Regions from separate parts of the Capra hircus genome. Here region 1 is linked to region 2. The links are chromatin contacts, called in public Hi-C maps. All regions are on one chromosome and are shown on one strand. The core of a region is the stretch at or near the end of the contact, and the rest is flanking DNA. Distances in the headings are between cores, read along the strand shown.

Region 1 (6,142 bases), core at 400-2,899, 110 kb before region 2:
CAGGTATAGCCATCATGGAAAACTGTATGGAGGTGCCTCAAAAAATTAAAAATAGAATTGCCACGTGCTCTGGCAATTCCACTACTGGTTATGCAGCCAAAGGGAATGAAATCAGTATCTTGAAAAGATATCTGCATTCTCATGTTCACTGCAGCATTAGTCCCAATAGCCAAGACATGGATACAACCTAAATGTCCACTGATGGATGAATGGATAAAAAGAAATGCGGTATATCTATAAAATGGAATATTATTCAGCCATAAAAATTAAGAAAATCCTGCCACTTATGACAACATGGATGACCCTGGAGGATGTTATGCGTAAGTGAAATAAACCAGACAGAGAAAGACAAACACTACCTGTGATCTTCTTTATATGTGGAACCTAAAACAGTTTAGCTCATGGAACCAAAGACAGCATAGCATGGTGGTTACCACAGGCTGGGGATGGGAGAAATAGGGAGAGGTTGGTCAAAAGGTACAAACTTTCAGTTATAAAATGGATAAGCTCTGGGGAGCTGATAGAACTCTGAGGGTGGTGGTAGACACTTTTCTGAGACTACTGCATTTGCAGCAGTGGTCCACTGACCTTCTAGGGCTTAATTATGACGATAAGCTGTAAACGACCAGTGCTTTACATTGTAATAAACCAGATCAATTTTAAGAACAGCACACAACAGTTCAATTTGGAGAAAGAGGTAAAACACGTAAAAATTCACATTTGGAATTTTAGTTCCTAAATGAACTGTTGCAGAGGTTGATTCCAGGACACCTTCCCCTGGGGCCAATTCTGGCTGCTCCGCAGGGTCCACCGGAGAGTGGGAGGAGTCACGGAGGAGGGCGTGGTGAGCATCCCAAAGCCATCCCAAGATAAGGAATGGGCCTCTAGATACCCTGTCCTGCGGATGTTTCCGTCACACTTGCCAGAATCCCCCTGGGTGGTTGAGAAATGGCCCACAGGACCCTTACTGCAGGTAACCAAGAGAGTTAAAGAACAGGGGCTGTCTTCATTTCTCTACTCGCCTGGTCCTTCGGATTCACCCCCAGGGGCCGTCAGGAAGATTCTGCCGGGACTAAGGATGAAGGGAAAAGACTGATGGAGAATGAAGGAGGTGTAGATGGGTGCAAGAGGCAGGACGAAGGCAAACAGTTAGGCACCTGGCACCTCCTCGCAGGGCCCAGGACACCTCGGAAGAGGAAGTGGGAGGAGGGAGCGGTGGGAATAGGTACACAGGAGGCTCCAGCATTTCCGAAGAGGATAGGAAGTGGGGTAAAGGGGATGGGAAACTTGTCTAGAAGATGCCTTTGCCCGGCAAACACGGATTCAACAAAGACTGTATTCTGAGGATGCTGGTCTTGGAGAAGCAGCTGGAAGGGATAAGGCGGCGGCGGAGGGGGACAGAGTCCATGCCTGATTGGACGAATGGATGGATGCATGGATGGATGCATGGATGGATGCATGGATGGACGGACTAAGTGAGTGAGTGGTTGCGGGAACCGCAGACGTTCCCAGGTTGGGGCAGCGCGCCCGGCAGGGGTCACTGCGAGCCCCGACCGCGGGAAGGGGGCGCAGGCGCGGCTGGCGTCAAGGCCCTCCCTCGGCGAGGTGGGGGCGGGCGGGGGGCGGAGAGGGCTGGGGGTGGGGTTAGAGAAAAGGACCCGAAAGAGATCCAAACTTCCGGTGCCTGCGGAGAGCTGAGCGGTTGTGCTACCGAGAGAGGCTGTACCGAGTGGGTTTTGCTCGGGCGGAGGCTACAGGGGGGACGCTCGGGCCGGCGCAGTCATGGTGAAGATAAGCTTCCAGCCGGCGGTGGCCGGCATCAAGGGCGACAAGGCCGACAAGGCTTCGGCCTCGGCCTCGGCCCCAGCGCCCGCCCCGGCCGCTGAGATCCTGCTGACGCCGGCTCGGGTGAGAAGGGCCGGGGATCTCCGGTGGCCGGGGGTGCGGGGAACCGAAGCTCGCCCGGCCGCCTCCGGCGACTGCCCGAGGTGCATCGGGACCCCGGGGTCTAGAGCGGAGGGGGGGGGGGTTGCTGGGAGTCCGGGATGGATCTTCCCATCCGGAAGTGGGGAGGGGGCTTGGGTCTCGACCTTCAGCTGCAGCCGAAAGCGTTAAGTCTGAAGAATCGGAGGGGATCCGGTCGCTGTCCCAGGTGGGGAAGAGTTCCAGGTCTCTTCCAAAAGTGGAGGGGGGCCCTAGGCGCCTGGTCCCCAAAGAGGGGAGGGGGTTGGTCCGAAGAAGTTCGAGGAATGTTGGTGGGGGGGTATAGGCGTCTGGTTCCAATCAGGGAGGAGGGGCCGCGGGTCGAGTCCCAGGTGGGGGATGGGAGGAGAGTTGAACATTGTTTTCCCCAAAGTAGGGTGGTGGGTTGTGATTGGTGGGGAATAAAGGAGATGAGGCGTCTGGTGCCAACGAAGGGGGAGGGACTGTGGATTTCGTCCCAAACGGGAGACTGCTGGGGGTGGGGGGGCGGGGGGCGAGGGATGTGCTGTTAGTCCGCACCTGAATTAGTGGATCAGAAAGTGATGAGATATGAAATGAAAATAAACCAGAACTCTCCTGGCCGCACGTCCGGGATTCGAGATTCGGGGTTGCGAGGTTGGATGCCCTGATCCCACCCTACCCCAGGCCGCCTGGGCCTCCCTGCCCTCCTCTTCCTTCCTCTCCCGCCTCCCTGGACCTCTGGGCTACCCCGTCCAGCCCGCGGTGTCCCGGTGCCCTCTATCACGAAGGCTGCGCTTTGTGGGGGCGGACCTCGGTGCACCCCGCCCCCGCCAGCTCCCCTCCTCCCCTTTCCCTCCGGCCTGGGGTAGAGGAGGCATTTCCGCCGGTGGAAAACTGTCTGAGCTGCGAGGAGTCCGACCAGGGGAGGGCCCAGAGGGGCCGGACGCGTGGCGGGCGAGGAGGGGAGGGAGAGCTTGGTTCAGTCTGGCTCTGGAGTGGCCCCGGCAAAGGTATCTACGCCGCCCGTCCCCGTCCCGTTGCTGGCTACTGGGATGTCTTCCTCAGCGCCAAGGCCCCTCCCCAAATTGATGGCTCCAACTAAATCTTGCTGGGGTATGGAAAGCCGGGTGCTGCAGAATGACCTGTGCCCTGTGAGAAGGGGACACAGGAGAGGGTGGTCAGAGGTGGGTGTCACACACCCAAGTGAAGATTCCCTGAGTGCTGAATTCCAGGAAGAGCCTTGGCGAGCTCCCCTGCCCTGGCGTGGTCACTGCGGCATCAGTAACACCCAGGCTGGGTTGGGGGGTTTGCTCTGCAGCCAGGATCAGAGCAGCTCCGTCTTCTTCTGATGCTTGGATGGGAAGGGGACATTTCCTATTTGAAGGCCTGGCCTGCAGCTTTTAAAGTTTGCAAGAGGCTCTTTAAACCTTCTTCCTCCCCCTCTGCCCCCAGAGAGTGCAGGACGCTCACCCCTTTCTTCTCCCAGCTGCTTCTCCCAGAGCCGGGTACCCAGCTGAGGCCTGGAAAACGACCCTGACGCCCAGAGCTACAAGACTCAGGCAGGAGGGAGGATCAGCCAGACAGTGGGAGGATGCAATTCAAACTCCATCAGAAGGTCTGCCGGATTTCGCAGGAGCCGCACATTCTCCAGTGGCAGCCTGCTCGTGGTGTCGGGAGGGATGGCGGATGCCAGCATCGCCTCGGCAGTATCTGACATCCAGCTTCTGGCTCCCAAGTCCAGCGTCCTCTCTTCCCCCTCACCGAGCATGAAATGGAAATATCAACATCTTCTTCCCTGGGGGCTGTTTGCAGTGGCCTCGAGCCTGCTGAGTGTGCTTGCCACCCCTGGCAAACCTTGTTAGTTGGGCAAGGTCCCCCTCACTCTTAACTGGCAAGGGGGAGCCATTGGGCCCCAGGAGGAGGATTAATATCCCAGCATCTTTACGTCAAATCTGCTTATTAATAAACTTTCACAGCTCCTCAGCCCTGAGGGCTCAGGGGAGGCTTTCGGGTGTTGCACGTTGGCTCTGCCAGTCCCCTGATGGAATTGGAGCCTTGGGAAGAGAGTTCACTTCTGTGAACCTCCTGTGGCCTTAACCGGCCAGTGGGCACATTGCCCCCACATCCAGTGCCTGATGTAGAGCAAGCCCCCCTGCCGTGGCCACCCCTCCCCCTGCATGGCCCCCCACCTCACCAGTAAGTTCAGGAGGCGCCCAGCATTTACAGTAGCCCAGGACAGCATGAGCAGGGACTGCTTCACCAAAACAGGGCATTTGGGTTGGTCCCGTGCTGATGGGTTGTCAGAATGTGGAAGTGTTAGTTGCTCAGTCTATTAGAGTGAGTGAGCTTCGTTCAGTCTGATTCTTTGCAACCCCATGGACTCTAGCCCGCCAGGCTCCTCTGTCCATGGGATTTCCCAGGCAAGAATACTGGAGTAGGTTGCCATTCCCTTCTCCAAGGGATCTTCCTCACCCAGGGATCTAACCTAGGTGTCCTGCATTGCAGGCAGATCCTTTACTCTCTGAACCACATGGGCTGTCAGAGGAAAGCTTATTAGAAGGTCTCTTCCGGCTGGGGGTAACCCTGGAACCATCCCTGGTCATTGAACTGAATCAAAAATAAGACTTAAAGCCTTGGAAGGACCAACTGATGAACAGAGGCATTCCTGAGTGCCTCTCCCCCATGAAGCTACCCTCTAAGCTGTCACAGTAAAATGTCAACCTGAGTGCAGGCCCCCAGGGCCAGGCTAGGGGTAGTAGCATCCTCACTGTGGGCCTCCCTCTGCTTCTCTGCAGAAAAGTGAAACAAGGAGGATTTTGTCCCCAGACCTGCTGCTGGAAGGAAGCTCCTCGGTGGGGCCCAGGAAGGGATGGGGGTGGGGGCCCATCTGGGCCTCCAGCTGCCCACCCTCCCCACGTGGTACTTGCTTCTGAGATAATGAGTTGCCTGCACTGATGGGCAGCTGGCCACAAGCCAGCTCAGAAAGTGGGCTGGACCGGAAGCACCCCTCTTAGCACCCTCTGGCCAGCCCTATGCCTCTCAGCCCAGTTCCCCTCTCCCCACCAACTGCCTCTGTCTTTGCTCACCCATGTGTTACACACACGCACACGCACAGAGCCAGGTGTGGGCATGTACAGACTCAAACGATTGGGCTGGGGGCCTCCAAGAGGAGAGAAGTGAGGTCAATACAGTCATCTCAGTGCTGTAATTTTCTCCCTGGCTTTGGCCTTTGATTAATGTCACTCCCTCCCCCAGCCCACATACCTGGGGATCAGATTTCACTTTCCACCTCCCTGCCTCAGGTCCTTGGCAGGAGGGAGCTGGGTCTCCCGCAGTGGTGGTGGTGGGGGGTGGGGGGAGGGTCCCCTAACCAGCCCAGAGGGTGGAGCAGGGCTCCGCATCCCCACCCACCGGCCCCATGGGCTGGGCTAAGAGGACCTCCGTGGTTGGGGGTCCTGCCCCCTGCCCCCGGACCCCGGGCCTTTGCTGAGGGGCTCTGGTGTCTGGGCTTGGGCTGCGGTGACTTTTTTCTGCTTTCTCTCTCCTTTCCCTCTCTTCTTCGGGCTCCCCTCAGCCCGTGGTCCTTGGGTGTTTCCAGGCTGTCAGCAAATTGCCACGGAGGATGAGTTTCTCTTACCAGAAAGAAAAAAATGTTTCTGGTGAGACCAGTGGAGCACAGCCACTGAACCGTTGACCCCAGGAATGCCCTGCCAGCTCTGCGTCTATCTTCCTCGGCCTTTGTTCTCTGGGGTCTCCCCTTGCCTGTCAGGAGCAGAACAGGAGAGCAATTGAGCAGAGCAGAGGGCTGTGGAGAGTGTTCTTCGGCCCACATCCTTCCTGGGGCAGCAGTGGGTCCCTGGGCCACCCTGGGTTTCACTGATGGAGGGTTCACGACTAGTCCTCAGCATTCACCCCGCTGATGTCTGCACTGCTGAGCACAGCTCCGAGAGGAGGCCCAGCCCCCTTACCCCTGCAAGGCTTCTGTTTCCCTCACCCACACACACAGTGTCTCTCTCACTGGTGGCCTCGTCTCTGTGGTCTGCAGCCTGGGAAAGAAAGATGCTCAGGAAGAAGGAATGGTACTGGGAAGGTGAGGGTGGGGACTCTGGCCACGGCCGTAGGCCTGGGCCTGCAGTGGGTGCATTTCTGGCTCCCCTGCCACCCTCCTCCGAGCAGCCTGCAACTGGAGTTTCATCTG
Region 2 (6,076 bases), core at 554-3,053:
GCCTTTCCAGCCCTCTCTTGGCTCAAAACTGTGTTTGTTCCTTCATTCACTCAATTATTTGACAAGTATTTCTTGAGCACCAGGCACTATTTGGGGCACTAGGGACACCCTGATGAAAGAGCAGCCCTTCCAAAGTTCACAGGCAAACTGCAACCACCACAAATGCCTTGAACGGGAGGAACACAGCACCAGCAGAGTTGGCGATGGGGGAACTGCCCAGGTGACAGTCGAGTGACAAGCAGGAGGTACAACTGGCAGGCTCTGGGGATGGGGTGGATTTGGGCGATGATGAGCAGGAGGGTTGGCTTGTATAAGTGCACACACGGTGGTGGCCCTCACAGGACATCCGGGAGCAGCCCCAGGGGAGGGAGGTGGGTGTACGACAGGCACACAGAAGAGAGGCCGGAGCTGTGCTCTGGGTCTGTGTGGAGTCACGGAAGCTGCGTGTGGCCAGAGCCTGCCCCGCTCCTCCAGAAACCTCAGCCACTCCTCGAAGAACACAGAAGAACAAGTCTTGAGTCCTGTGCAGGCTTCTGTTTCTCCACTCTCCTTTGTCCTCAGAAGCAGATTCTGGACAGCATCCCTCATTCCAGGGGACAAGTCTCTGTCTCGCTAGCCAGGAGGATGCCTTGCCTTTCTCTCCTGGAAACCAGGATGGGGACAGAGGAACTGCTCAGGGACGCACAGGCAAACACAAACTCTGTCTCATACACACACACACACACACACACACACACACACATACACACACGCTTGTAGACACGATTCTGCCTCTGAGGCCTGGCCACCCCAGAGATGTTATGATTTGCTTTGCAAAGGTTAGAGATCATTTTATTTACCCAGGATCACCCTGGAGACTGGAACCTTCCTCTGCTACCCTCCTTCCCCCAACCCCATAATCCACAGTTTCCTAAAAACAAGAAATTCTTGATCAAAGTGCACTGTTACTCGGAATGAAACAAAGGGACTAAGCCTCACTTCCAGGTGGACATGGAACAAAACAAGGCAAAACACGGCAAAACAAGCAAGTGTGGGAGAAGAGTCCTTAGAAATACAAACCCTCTGGAAGGAGCAGGAACTGTGGGGTTGGAATCTGTTTTAATTTCCTGGGGCTCCTGCAACAAATTGCCACGGAGTCAGTGGCTCAAAACAACGGAAATGTATACTCTCACCAGAAAGCCAGAATCAAGGTGCCAGCAGGGCCACACTCCCTCCAAAAACGCTAAGGCTGTTGGTGTTCCTGTATCCTCCAGCCTCTGGGGACTCTAGGCACCCCCTGGCCCGTGGCAGCAACCCTCCAATCTCAGCCTCTGTCTTCCTACGCCTTCTCTGCTGTGTGTCTGTCCTCTGTGTCTCTGATAAAGACACTTGGCATTGGATTTAGGGCCCATCAAGATAAAGCTCCCACAGGTCTCTTCATCTCAAGATCTTCAATTATGTCTACAAGGTCCCTTTTCCCAAATAAGGTCATATTTACAGGTCCCCAGAATTGTAAGGTGGATGTCTCTTTGGGGGCCCCCATTCAACCCACAGCAGCGTGAGACTTTCACAGAAGATGGGAAAGGAGAGGCAGTGGTTTGCCTCGCTTTCTTTCTGACTTGGCTCTGGGGCCTTGTGGTGAGGACCACTCATACTACAACTGCGCTGAGAAACCCATAACTCCCTCAGGCTCTCACCGCTTGTCAAGAAGAAAACAGAAGGCATTCTGGGAAGTGCTGGTGGGCCCCAAGCCCCTTCCCAGCACGCAGACGGATCTCTCTTTAGGCCTGCCTCCAAACCCCCCTGGCTTGAGGTCTCTCAGCTGGCCGCCCCAGGCCCCAGCTGTGTCGCCTTCCATCAGACTCCATGAGCTTGGGCATCGATCTTGTTTGAACCCCTTGACAAACATTTGCTGGCTGCCTACTCTGTGCCGGACCCCAGGCTTAGGAGAAAACTCATCTGGCCATTAATCCTGCTGAGGGCTTCTCACGCAAGCCTTGAACTGGTTCTGTGAAGTCCTAGATTCCTGTGACTGGGGTGGGGGTGGGGGTGGTGTGAGTGCGAAGTTCAAAAGCCAGAACAGAAAGCTTAAATCCTTGTAGCCAAAATCACCCTCGAAGATCCCTTTTTTAAACCACCAAGAGCCAGACCTTGAAGCTCGAAAGCAAAAACCAACTTGTCCCCCTGCACTGTAGACAAGATTGCCCTTGCCCTGGGAGCAGATCTGATTTGAAAATGGGAGTGGGAAGAGGGACATGCATTAATGAGACTTTTAAAAAATTTCTTCATCCCGATTTTTTCAGTTGGATTTCCTAAGTTATGGGCATGTGTGTGGCAACTCACTGGATGTTATTCCCACGAATGTCAGTTCAGCTCAGTTCGTCGCTCCGTCATGTCCGACTCTGCGACCCCACAGACTGCAGCACACCAGGCCTCCCTGTCCATCACCAACTCCCGGGAGCTTGCTCAGGTTCACATCCATCAAGTCAGTGATGCCATCCAACCATGAGCCACCCTGAATACAAGCTCCCTGACAGCGGGTAGAAATCTCCTCCTCTCCTCTAGAATGGGTCAGGGCCCGTGCAAGGCTGGGCAGGTCAGGGACTGGATCAAGGTGCTGAGGGAGAGAAGGAAGGGAGGGCAGTGATGTGGTCACTTCCGGGGGCGGGGGGGGGGGGCTTACTTCCCCGAGTAAATCTAAGGTAGTTTTCTGAAGATTAGTCTCATCAAGAGGAATTCTAGGATGAGCTGTCCATCTCATCTCACTGCCCAGGCCCAGTGCCTTCCCTCTGGGCTAAATATTCATCCAAAGCCATGTCAGGGACAGGCCCACATCATCCAATTCTAGACTTTCGGGAGCAGCCTTGTTCATAGTCACCATGCCCAGTGTCTGGGAGCTCAACACACCGCAGATGCTTGGTAAATGTTGAAAGTCTCAGGGAGTTCTCAGGTCTGCCAACCTCAACCAAGGTCCGAGGTTCCCTGTATCAGTCAGGGTTCTCCCGAGAAATAGAATGAATAGGATGTGTGTATAAGGAGAGACAGATTCATTTTAGAGAATGAAGCGGACATGATCGCAGACACTGGCAAGTCCAAAATCTGCAGTGAGCCAACAGGCTAGAGACCCAAGGAAGAACTGATGCTGCCGTTCAAGTCTAAAAGCAGTCTGCTGACAAACTCCCCCTAGCTCGAGGGAGCTCAGTCTTTTCTCTTAAGGCCTTCAACTGATTGGATGTGGCCCACCCATATTAGGTTATGGAGAGCAATCTATTTTACTCAAAAACTTGCTGACTTGAATATTACACCATTCTCCCCAAAAAACCCTCATAGAAACATCTGGAATAATATTTGACCAAGTTTCTGGGCATGGTGGCCCAGTCAATCTGACACACAAAATTAACCATCATATTTCCCTACCCCTGCCCTACTGAGGTTCTCTCTCTCTCTCTCTCTCTCTCTCTCTCTCTCTCTCTCTCTCTCTCTCTTTCTCTCTCTCTCTCTAATTCTCTGCATCCACTCCCTTCCCTGCTGGGCTGATCCTGAGCTGTCCCCTGCCCTGTTCTACCCAAAGAGGCCCCAGGGACTTGAATTTCCTCTTCTTGGACCTTTTCTTTCCAGCCAGCTGGATCTCATCACTCTGGTGATTCCCAGAACTAAATTTTCCTCCAGGCCCCTCCAAGAGGGACCCAAGCATGGTTGGCTGTGCCAGGGGTTGGAAGTAGCTCTCCCTGCCCACTCCTCCAGTTTTGCTCCTGTGTGCATCACTATCAGCCTGGACCAGTAAAGAAACAGCTTTAAATAGAAACTGATAACTTTGCTTTATTTTCTTCTAGCTTAACACCAAAAGAAATCATGGCATTGTTCTTCCTGTTTATTGCTGTCTCTCTGCTACCAAAACATAATATAATCCCCTGAAGTACTAAGGGGCTCCATCCCCAGAGCCTAGCCCAGTTCTGGGCACAGCTTAGGGCCTCAGAGTGCTGGTTGGATAAAGGACGTTTACCGAACATCTCCTTTGCTCAGCACATGCTGTGCCAAGGCACGGACACCAGCTCAGCTATGTCAGCAATTTACAAGTTCTGAGCATCTCCACCCTCGGGCCCTAGATCCTTCATTCCTCTCTCCCTGAAAGCTAGATTCTCCCTTCCCTGAGGACAGGAGCTATTTTCCATCTCTCTCCCGGTATCTACCCATGGACAGCTGAGTGTCCCAGGGCACGGACTGATCCCCTTTCATTCCCTGGAGAAATATGAACTGAATCAATGAGGAGAAGCTTGGGGACTTGTGGGAAGGAAGGGGCTAGGGCACACAGGAGGGCATGGGTGGCTGATGCCTTGGTTCAGCTCTTCCACAGTCGCAGCAGTTCGGGGGCTCTGCAAAGGAAAAGGGCTCAGGGGTGTGCTTTGGAAACGGAGTTCCAGTTTTGTATCCAGCTCTTCCTGCACCCCTGGCACTGGAGGATCCCCAAGGCTCCTGGCCCAAAGGAGGTAATGTTGCTCTTTCTCTAATGCTGCGATCCCGGGCCATCTGGACCCTTAGCCCCGCAGCGCCACCTGGGGGTCAGCATCATTCAGCCCGTGTTGTGAATTCCTATCCTGGCCAGGGCCTGAGTAAGAGAAGATAATATGTTCTACCTCAAGGAACTTGGCTCTGGGGGGAATCCAGGAATCCACCGTGCACACGTCTTTCTTAGACAAAGCAGGACTCTAGTAAGTTCTCCTTTTTATTTCAAACTTAAGGTGTGTTTATCATTAAAAAAAAAAAGTAAACAAAGAAAACTCCCCCCTGTGGCACTGCCAGATAAAATACAGAACTTCCCATTAATTTAGGATTTCAGATAAACAACAAATAATTGCATGAACATGCTTGTTCTAAAAACAAATACTTGCCGTTTATCTAAAACTTAAATTTCGTTGGATGTTTTGTATTTTTTATTTGCTAAATCTGGCAACTCTATACCATAACCCAGTTAACTCTCTGGGTAACATGTTGAGGTGTATTTATATACTTTTTAAATCCCAATATGTGCATTTTTTAACCCAGAAAGGGGAGAGAGGCTCATAAGGCAGACTGTTTTGCAATGTAATGTCTCCATTTAACAACATTCCGTGAACATCTTTGGGTGGGATTGAGCGTTCTTTCATAGTCTAGTTTTCCATGCAGACGTAATCTAAGACTCTTTGACATCTGGCATTGATTATCGTGTCCTGATTCCTTTTTTTTTCCAGGCACTAAGTGCCCTGATCCTCCCTAGTTTCCGGTACTTCACCACGGGCTCCCTTTCTGCTCTCTGCAGGCCATCTGTAGCAGGTATCAGTCTGAATTCTATACATTAATATACTAGCCGCTCAGTCACGTCCGACTATTTGTGACCCCGTGGGCTGTAGCCCACCAAGCTCCTCTGGAGCCTGGAATTCTCCAAGCAAGAATACTGGAATGAGTTGCCATGCCCTCCTCCAGGGGATCTTCCAGACCCAGGGATCAAACACATGTCTCTTGCATTGTTGGCAGACTCTTTAACATCTGAGCCATCAGATTAAGCAGGGCCGAATTCTACAGCACAAATAAGCAAGTGCTGCCCTCAGACAACATGGACCTGGCTCAGGAACTGGACTGTGGGGTCTAATCCCTTTCCTGCAGCTCCTCACTCAGCAGCTCCATGGCCATGGATGTGGCCTGTAACTGCATGGCAGTGACCTCCTGGGTGGCAAGATGGGGTTGGTGATTATGCTAGGTTATTGTGAAGACAGGTCTTTCTCTCTCACCCCGGCAGGTGGCAATCTCCCAATAGGTAAGAAGCTTCCCTATCTATCCCCGTCACCACTGTATCCTTGTAGAATTTGCTCGATGCTTGCACACCACAGGCATTCACAAAATGTACATGGACCAAATGACCGAAAGATGAATGCTTTTCCATGGGAAGAAAGGATATGACTGTCCACTCTGGGAAGATGACACAGTGTCCCTGTGCTGTGCTTAGTCCCTCAGTCATGTCCGACTCTTTGTGACCCCATGGACTATAGCCTGCCAGGATCTTTTGTCCAAGGGGATTCTCCCGGCAAGAATACTGGAGTGGGTTGCCATGCCCTCCTCCAAG

The links. A called contact is a pair of places that touch in the nucleus more often than the background predicts.
Region 1: a contact with region 2 is called in a Hi-C map of blood, with 2.0 times the contacts expected there. The contact joins the promoter of ITM2C here to the enhancer-like site in region 2. A contact is called at or near these places in 2 of 5 Hi-C or Micro-C datasets (blood and liver).

The regions. Positions count from the first base shown.
Region 1 is chr2:17,055,848-17,061,989 of ARS1.2, reverse strand. ITM2C (integral membrane protein 2C) reads left to right here and starts at 1,649. Exons shown (of 6, transcript XM_018058402.1): 1 at 1,649-1,908. The coding sequence starts at 1,783.
Region 2 is chr2:16,942,323-16,948,398 of ARS1.2, reverse strand. No RefSeq gene overlaps it. Among named protein-coding and RNA genes, the nearest start is that of TRNAW-CCA, 47 kb to the left of the region's middle. Within about 2 kb of position 1,803, at least 1 of the 5 cell types and tissues checked has an H3K27ac peak or open chromatin away from gene starts, as enhancers often do.